3 separate regions of the Hordeum vulgare genome follow, and all the other regions are linked to region 1. A link is a contact called in public Hi-C data. All regions are on one chromosome and are shown on one strand. Each heading gives the region's core, a stretch centred on a gene start, on an enhancer-like site or on the middle of the called end of the contact. The rest is flanking DNA. Distances are from core to core; before and after follow the strand shown.

Region 1 (3,316 bases), core at 47-2,546:
AACAGAGATTAAAAATAAGAGAATTTTAAAGCTAAGTATAAGCACATCTTTGTGTTTAACCAGTGGAGTACTCCTATCTGAATTTCTATTTCAGGCATATAAAACCTAGAATATATCATGCAACTTTATGCATATAAATGTGCAACATTGTGAGTTGCACATTCCTAAATGTAAAATGTTGCATCTATGTTTGTGTATTACTTTAGACTTAGCAATACCATAACGTAACTACATAAATTCAAAAGCGTGAACTAGACGAATCTAGACAACACCGGAACTAGTATAATCTAAATGAGAAACGAATTTTGTAGTCAAATATGGACAAAATTAAAATTACCATGCATAAATTCAGAAGCCAAAAAACTAGGCTAATCTTACTATTGAGCTGCTCAACGAAGAATTAAGAAATTATCGGTCCATGTGAACTTTTATGACAGATCTGATGCTTTTCGCTAAAAAGGAAAAGAAAAGGAATTATCGGTTTAGTAGCGATAAGGGTTGATTCAATATACAATGTCATTGTCAACTTTATGTATTCATAATTTTTGTCAAGGAAAAAGAAGGAAAACTTGGAAAAGAATACCATTGCTAACACTTGGATACTTTGGTAGTGTTGTTATGACATTGGCATATACCAAATTAACCCCTTTTTGTGGTGACACTATCCTAAGTTTGTTTACATTAATATTTTCTATATCATATCATTGCCCTATTCTTTCCATATAGTGTAAGTTAAATTATAGTTGAAACCCCTATATTAGAGAATACAAAATTAAATTAAACATGTCCTATATTTTGAGATGCGGAGTCTAGTAATAAGTACTTGTGTATCAGTATTGGAATGAAAAAAGACCCGCAGATATCGTGACTCTTCCTCTCGCCTCTATGTCCCTTGTTCGGGTGATTCCTTTTGGATGACGTCTGCGATGATTTCGGCAAAATGTGTCGCCATTGTGCGCCCCTCCCTCCTCACGTGCCACCTGCCGAATGCACGAGCATGCTAGAGTGTCATCATTGTGCCAACTCACCGCGCCGCACTAGGGCATGGACGGCGCAAGGCGGATTTCACCTTCCCTCCCCCTTCTGACCCAACAACTTCCTCCCTTTTTCTTCCTTCCCACGATGTCACACATTTGTTTCCTTCTTGCTACCACCTTTCCTGTCGTCTTCCCCCACCCTGGCTACCTACTTTTTTCCCACTCTCACATCTCTCTTGCGGTCTCTCCTTTCTTTATCCTTCCCGTGGGCGTCGTCTATCTCAAGACACCAGTGGTCCCCCCGTCTCTCCAGTAGTTGACCTTTTGCCCTAATTCTTCTTAGCGATCCAATCGTCGGCAGATCTGACTCTATTTCTTCTGAGGGTTCCCCCACGCCGACTCCAAAGGTTTGGTGGATTGTTTATAATGTTGTGCTTCTATGTTGTTCTATACGATAGAGCGTAGTTATTATATTCTGTTGATATTCTTCTTTAATCTCGTGCCCAAACTTTGATCTATGTTGTTCTTGATTTTCTTGTTGTTGAGTGAAGTTGAATTGGCCTCTATTCGTTTTAGAAGTCTTCTATTCGTTTTAGAAGCTTTGCTTCTGTTTGGGCATGAAGAACTCTGGTAGAGTTTGGCCTTCCACTCTTATATTATGATCGAATTGATCAGGTGAAAAGCATAAATCCATTTGATTTCGAGACCACCTTCTAAACACAGGAATATCTCCTCTATATAATCATGTTGTCCCTTTCACCACTAATGTTGAAACATGGACTCACCAAGTTATTCTATTATAAAATAAATACACATGTAGTCCTTAGGAATGCCCATTAATGTGAAAAATACTCAATGGGGCCATGTGAAAGAGAAGATTGATAATAAATGGAATGGTGGAAAGGAAATATTGGATCTACATGTGATGGAATGACCCTAACCAACTCATGCCTAAATAATGTACAATTGTACATGTTTCCTTCGTGGAAGCACCAAAAGGTGTATTGGAAAACATTTGGAAGGAAACGGAAAACAAAAGGAAATATTATCTAATTAATTGGCTTGTCGTTTGATTGTCAAAAGATCGTGGTGGCCTAGGAGTGCTGGATCTTCAAAAATCACATATTAGGGAGAACAGGAGATTACATTAGAGACATTTACAAATTAAACATATGGACAAATTCCTTTTTTAAATGAAGCATGCATTATATTTTGAGACATTTACAAATTAAACATATGGAAAATTTCCTTTTTTAAATGAAGCATGCATTAATATTTTGAGACATTTTCAAATTAAACAATCAGTCATGTTATTTATTACTCTCTCTGTTCTAAAATAATCAAAGTTTTTTTGAAGTCAAACTTCATTACGTTTGACCGAGTTTATGTAAAATACAAGTTAACATCTACAACGCCAAATTTTCCTCAAGCAATTCGTTATGAAATACTTCGTCCGTTCCTAAATATAAATCTTTATAGAGATTTCACTAAAAACTACGCACGGAGCAAAATGAATGAATCTACATTTTAAAGTATGTCTATATATATATCCGTATGTAGTATGTAATGAAACCTCTACAAAGACTTATATTTAGGAATGGAGGGAGTATATGTTTTCATATTATATACACTAGGATTGATGATGTTCATAGATTTTCTTTTCAGATTTGGCCAAAATTAAAGAAAGATTAAATGGGCACAATCCTAAAACTTCAGTTATTTTGAAATAATAATAAAGGAGTAGCTGGCTTTGCTTTCTTGATTTCTGAGAAATGATAAAGCGTAACCGCGTTGGAAGTGTAGAAAAACAAGTCAACCAGCAGACAGTCACTCTCCACTCCTCCTCTCACCTCCCCGTCCCTCCTCCGGGCGGATCCCCTCCCCGCATGACGGCCGCGGCGCGTTCGACGAAATGCGCCGCCGCGCCACCGCCCATGTGGTCGGGCGCCTCCCTTCCCATCCCGTTCCGTGCCACCCGCCGCGCGCACGAGCGAGGCGTCGCTGTGCCAGCTGCGCGGCGCTGCGCTGGGGGGTGGCGCGAGGCGGACGTCACCTCCCCTCCCCTCCCCCCGCTTTTTGACCGGGCAACCTCCTCCTCCTCCTCCACCACCACCACCTCCCCTCCGTTTCCCGTCCATGTCACGCATTTGTTCCCTTTTGCTCCCACCCCGCTTGTCCTCTTCCCCCGCCCCGGCCGCCTACTTGTCTCGCCCGCTCTCGCGTCCCTCTCGCGCCCTCTCCTCTCTTTATCCCCCTCTCCCCGCGGGCGCCGCGCCGTCGAGCGCAAGACACCGCTGGCTCGCCCGTCTCTCCGGTGGTTGGTTGCCCCCCTCTCCTTT
Region 2 (2,968 bases), core at 36-2,535, 580 kb before region 1:
ATTAATTGAGCTGCAAGAAAATGATGCATGGTCCATGAGTAAATGCCAAGATCCAAGATAGTTGCATGCATGCCTTCTTGGCTGTAGTCTCTTTTCCTTTCTTCTGTCCCTTGAAAATCTTGTCCATAAGCTTGTGGAAAAAATGACCGAATGGTCCTGCGTATGCAAATCCATAGAACTGTTTGTTTGCCAATCACATGGTCATAATACAAGTTAGATACTAGTTACGACAGCGTATATGATATCAAAAGAAGAGTAGAATGAATGGATTGCTTAAGCTCTTTGGTGCATGCAGTACTGAACTAAAAAGACAGACACTAAGCATAAGGTCAAGCCCTTCATCTAACCATTAGTTTCTGCCCGATTCAAAACACGTCACTCGCATTCATATAATAAGAATGATAATATTATCTTCCACTCTAGAAAATCAGTAGATAAACTCATAAAACTGCAGATTTTGTGCAAAAATATGATCTTTTGTATAATGTACAAAGAAAAACATGAAAGTAGGATCAGTATACACAAATTTGTCTTTTTGTACAGTTAAAAAAATATCATAATTCTAATGTATATTGTACATCTACGGAAATTTACAAAATTATCTGAAAACTCACAATATAGTATAATTATTGTGGATTGCCGTTTTCTGAACTTAAACATAATACTAGTTGTTACTAGGTACTATTACTACCTAATTAGATTTGTGGAAATTAATAAGACAAGGTTACTGCGTTGGTTAACCTTGATTCATCAAATAGACGGCGGCAGTACTAACACCAGTAGTATTCTTACTTGGCGGGGTAGGTGGCCGGTGGGGATGGATCAAGAGATGTGACGTATGGATCGGCAAATTACAAAACAAGCAAGGGAATTGAGAAGGCAGTGGCAAGCTAGGTACCATTATGAGGAGGAGCCTCCTGAGCTGGAGCTTCTTGACGCCGGAGATCTTCTGGGCGACGGCGTCGCTGCAGCCGGCCAGCACCCCGGAGGTGATGGCCTTGGTGCGGAGAGGGTGCTTGGCGAGCTGCCTCATGTACGCCTGCCCCGCCATGGCCGCCACCTCAGACATGCCGCGCGGAGAGGCGGATCTGATCTTTTTCGCGGTGCTTTTTCCGCGAACGAATCAGTTGCTCCTCCCGATCTTTCTTCCTCCTCTGCTTCTCAAGCGGGCACCCCGCGCGTGCAGCGTGCAGCGTGCTGATTTATTATCGATCAACTCGGCCTGGTCAGTCAGGTCGCAGCAGGGTGGTTGGTTGGTGGGCGAGTAGGTCGTGCGAGTTAAGTGCTCGGAAATTGGTACGGTGGCTCGCTCGCTACGAGCGAAGAAATCGAAAGGAAACGGGCACGAAGCCGGCGGTTGAATAATCGACGGCCTGCAGCCAATCGGGCATCGGTTTAGCATATTCTTCTAATTTAACCTCTAGTTAGTCAAACTTGGTGACCACGTTTTATATAGGACTATGAACGTCCTTTTTCCGGTCTAGGGAAAACCCTAGAGGTGATGATGAACTTGGATGCTGCTTCCTTAGTAATAAAAAGTATAAATAATGCATTAGAACATCTATCCAATAGCCGTTCAACCGTCGCCTGCGTTAAAAACATTTTGCAGCATTAAAATAATGACTTTTAGAGCGCGGAGAGCGCTAGCTTCAGCGAACGTCGTAAAAAATTGTACGCGCGAACAGCTCCAGCAGACGCTGCAAAAAAAAAATGATTCACGCCCAGCACAAACAACATATACCACTTTAAACAAAAACAATAATAAGATCAAACACATAAAAAATAATAAATAATTCAATTATTGTCAAATAGTTTATCTTCCAATACAATAATAGTTCGACATTACAACATCAAGCGTACAACATCAAACATACAAATCATCATTCGTTTTATCGGTCATTCCATTTCCACCACTCCTCGATTAGGCTGGCCATAGTGGGAGTAACTTAGGTAGTATCATGTTCTTGAGACTAGCAAACATGCTGATGTGACACACAATTAAAGATGAGAGGGAGGGTTGGAGTAATATCATATGCATGATACTACTATATGATACTCTCCACTATGACCAGCCTTAGATCCTTCTGAAGATCATTATGCGTTTGGTCACGTCGAATGGCATGATAAGAGGCAACAAATCGGACCACCCTCGCAGCACTCCGATACACTCGCACGCAATGTCTCAAGAGCTCATACTGAGAGTAGTCTAAATCTTGGCCACGCTCATTCTCGATGATCATGTTATGCATGATCACACAAGCGTGCATGATGTACCAAATGATCTTTTGATCCCCAAATCTAGCCGGTCTTCTGAGAATAGCAAATTGGGCTTGTAAAATCCCAAAATCTCTCTCCACATATTTCCGAGCCGCCCCCTCTGCATTATAGAAATCTATATTTTTCTTACTTTTCGGTTTTTTCAACGGTTTCACAAATGTTTGCCACTTCGGGTAGATGCCATCCGCAAGATAGTAGCCATAGTTGTATGTATGTGCATTTGCTACAAACTCCATCAGTGGCAGTTCACCATTTGCAATATTATTCATGAGTGGTGACCGATTAACAACGTTGATGTCATTCAAAGATCCACGCATTTCCAAAAAAGCATGCCAAATCCAAGTCTCTTGATCGGCCACCGCTTGAAGAATTATGGTGGAACCCTTTTTCTAGTCATGGAATTGCCCATGCCAATGCCTTTGGACAGTTCTTCCAACTCCAATGCATGCAATCTATTGAGCCAAGCATACCTGGGAACCGGGAGCTTTGTTCATGTACAATAGCCTTGCGATGTCTTCAACATTGGGAGATCTGAAATACTCCGGGCCAAACACTTGCACAATTCCGACTACGATGCGCTTGACACACGTGATGGCCTGCCTCTCACCCATGGCCAAGTGGTCATCAACTAGATCAGCCGGAATACCGTATGCCAACATACGCAAAGCGGTTGTCATCTTTTGAAAGGTGT
Region 3 (3,348 bases), core at 546-3,045, 710 kb after region 1:
ACAACCACCACTTGCTTACGCCGAGGCCGAAACATGCAAGGACTCTATCACCACGCACGTAACAACATCACTCTCCTCCCATCTTAGAACAAATATTGTCTCCAATAGCCCTAACATGAAATACGAATGAAAAAAGGCACCACCATAATATGATTAAAACGAAACCAACATGAATAAACTAAAGCTAAACAACTGTCCGCAATAACCCGCTGGGGAAAGAAAAGTTAATCCCACGAGTGGAGAAATGGGGCGATAAAGCGCACATTAGCCTTTAGTCATACACAGAAACTCCATTCTTTTGTGGCTATAATATACTCCATCCGTCCGGAAATACTTGTCGAAGAAATCGATGTATCCACACGTATTTTAGTTTTAAATACATCCGTTTTTATTCGTTTCTCCGCAAGTATTTCAGACGGAGGGGGTACATATTTGCTAATTCTCATCAATATGAAAATTAACAAAATTGCATCTAATTTGTAGATTATCTCATCAATCAAACAGGAAAATAAAATGAAGAACCCCACGAATCTTTGCGTCAAATGATGTAGAAGTTAGATATGACTTTGTTAACTCTCATCTGGATGAGAGCTAGTCACACCCATATACTCCCCCTTCCCAAATACAAGTGTTTCTAAAGATTTTACTATAGACTACATACATATGTATATAAACATATTTTGAGTATATATTTATGAACGGAGGGAGTATAATATAACATGGAATACACGCGACATATAAGAAAAATAAAAATAAGAAAGAAAAATCTATGTATAAAAGAACGAGACTATCCAGAACTAGACTTAGAGACATGCTTCCTTCATTCCTAAATATAAGACTTTTTAAAGATTTCACTAATGAATTACATGTATATGTATATAGATATATTTTAAAATATAGATTTATTTTTTCTCTAATCTTGATAAGATCTTAAAAAAAATAATATAAAAACAGATGAAGTATTTTTTATATAAAAGGCACTCTAAGCACCACAGGGCACTCCGTGGTTCGAACCCGGCTGGGCTAGACAGATAGCTCTGTGCTATCCTAGCCAACAAGGTGACACTCCTCAAAAGTCTATGGGGGTGTTTGTTTTCAGGGACTTTTTGATGTAGGGATTAAAAAAAGTCTCAAAAAGTCCCATGTGAAACAAACGGGAGGGACTTTTAGGGACTAAAAGAGGGTATTTGAGACTATTTGGAGAAGTTCCTATGGAAGGGTCTTTTTATGACTTTTTGACACTTTTTTCCAACAATGCCCCTACTTTTAGCATGTCATTTAATAACTACTACTACATTACTAAGGGTAACATGGTTTTTTTGCATGTCATTTAATGACCTCTAGTCCCTATTTAGTCCCTGAAAACAAACGGGTAAGGATTAGAGACTTTTAATTGGAACTAAAAAAAAGTCTCGGGACTTCTGAAACAAACGCCTATGTATCATCTATAGAAAAACCAGGCAGTATGTAAAATAAGTGATATATTCTGTCTACCATCTCGTCTCAAAAGTTTCCACCTGCCTTATCAACCAAATCAGCTGTCACCTCATATAGCAGAAGGCAAGCAAACGGGAACGGTAGACTGCGACCGAAGCTAAATAAAAAAAAGGAATAAACGCGAGTGGCACGGAGACAAGCGTAAAAGTATCCCGGTGAAGAGCTGGGCGGCCTCCGTCCCTCCTCCTCCTCCCGGCTCGGCTCCTTTGCTGCGGTGGCTCGTCGCGGTGGGCCCCGCCCCCTGCAAGCCCGCGGCCCAATCATGAGCCCGAAACGAACCTCCCACCACCCCAGGCAGAGGCAGAGGCAGAGGCAGAGGGAAACAAAACGACGGGGCGGAGACGAGACGCGTCCCGTTCGCGCACGCTACTCGATTGATTGCTTCCTTCCGCCCGCTGCTCCGCTGCCGCCACAGCTCCTCCCTCCTCCTCCTGCTCGAGTCCCCCGGTGCCCTAGCCAGCCCGCTGCCACTGGCGGCGAGCGAGAGTCCGGATCGCGGGCGCCGCGCCGCTCCTTCCCCTCCCCTACCGGAGGGAGACCCCGCCGAGGTACGCCCGTCCGCCGCGCCCCTCCCCCCTTGCTTGCTCCAGAGTCCAGAGTCCAGAGCCCGGGCGATCGGATCCACCGCCTCGCGACGCGGGCCCGGCGCTGGCGCTGACGCTGACTGACACGGTGGCGGCCGACCCTCCTGCTGCAGGATCGAGGACCGGCCGGCCGCGGAATGGGCGGCCGCGATGACTAGCGGGGGTCGCGCGGCGGCGTTGTTGGCGGAGGCAGCGGGGCGCATACCATGGTGCAGTGTCTCGACGGCGTCAAGCACCTCCTCGCGGTCCTCTTCAAGTGCTGCGACCTCGAGCTCAAGCAGCCCCGGGGGCTCGAGGACCCCCAGGTCCTCGCGCGGGAGACCGTCTGTACGTCCCTCGACCTTCTGCTCGCTTCATTCATTCATTCATAGCGGGGGAACTGAGCTGAACTGAACTGTGCTGCGTGGCGCAGTCAGCGTGAGCGAGGTCGAGGCGCTGTACGAGCTCTTCAAGAAGATCAGCAGCGCCGTCATCGATGACGGGCTGATTAACAAGGTAGGCGGTCGCTGACGAGCGCTTGTTTCGCAGCTCAGTTCTGTGTGTAAGCACTGTAGGTTGCATATCGCTACTGTAGGTTATGTTCTGAGGATTGTGTTTGGGTATTGTGAATCGTCTGGCCTGTGCTGCGGTTCTGATTTGTTCGCGCTGTGCAGGAGGAGTTCCAGTTGGCGCTCTTCAAGACGAGCAAGAAGGAGAGCCTCTTCGCTGATCGTGTAAGTCCGCGTTAGTTCGACACACTTGATTGCTGTGTACTGCTGCTTGTCATGATGTTGCCGTTGCATATTTGGTATCAGCATTACTACCATGCACTTACTATTTGTAGGGACCTGGTCAAAATCGATGAGATTCAGGGGTTCTCGACAGTTAATGTTGCATCGGCAATTGAACTCTGTTCAATACTTACCGATGCTACACATGCGATAGTTGGCTCGTAATTATTTTGTCGAAATCGTATGAGTCAGCAGAATTCCGCTGATCCTCGCATCAGATATTCATGCATCACAGTATTACTCGGCCATTTATGTGTTTGGCGGAGTCCGACTTCGATTAGGCAAGATTTTTGGATAGAGCTAATAACATACGGATTCCGATATGGGTTCGGAGTGTCTGATTCAGCCCATGGCATGGTTTTTAGAGTCATACAACTATTACTATATGATTCTCAGTAGTCTGAAATAGGATTTACCCTTTCTGTCTTGTATTTCCGCTCGACAATTTTCTAAACAATGTCCATCATTGGTTAATCATGTGAGGTCTATGTCTACCT

Evidence for each region. Hi-C and Micro-C count contacts between places; a contact is called where the count stands out from the background.
Region 2: a Hi-C map of seedling shows a contact between it and region 1, with 2.8 times the contacts expected there. The contact joins the promoter of LOC123396004 here to the promoter of LOC123395690 in region 1. A contact is called at or near these places in 3 of 6 Hi-C or Micro-C datasets (leaf and seedling) and 1 of 1 datasets of contacts at active chromatin or transcription factors (embryo).
Region 3: a Hi-C map of seedling shows a contact between it and region 1, with 4 times the contacts expected there. The contact joins the promoter of LOC123395592 here to the promoter of LOC123395690 in region 1. A contact is called at or near these places in 3 of 6 Hi-C or Micro-C datasets (leaf and seedling) and 1 of 1 datasets of contacts at active chromatin or transcription factors (embryo).

The regions. Positions count from the first base shown.
Region 1 is chr5H:55,085,280-55,088,595 of MorexV3_pseudomolecules_assembly, reverse strand. LOC123395690 (protein DA1-related 1-like) reads left to right here and starts at 1,296. Exons shown (of 13, transcript XM_045090725.1): 1 at 1,296-1,384.
Region 2 is chr5H:55,661,176-55,664,143 of MorexV3_pseudomolecules_assembly, reverse strand. It overlaps LOC123396004 (peroxisomal membrane protein PMP22), which reads right to left and starts at 1,285. Exons shown (of 6, transcript XM_045091030.1): 1 at 899-1,285; 2 at 74-178. The coding sequence starts at 1,069.
Region 3 is chr5H:54,371,681-54,375,028 of MorexV3_pseudomolecules_assembly, reverse strand. LOC123395592 (calcineurin B-like protein 2) reads left to right here and starts at 1,795. Exons shown (of 9, transcript XM_045090612.1): 1 at 1,795-2,045; 2 at 2,195-2,408; 3 at 2,494-2,576; 4 at 2,735-2,794. The coding sequence starts at 2,288.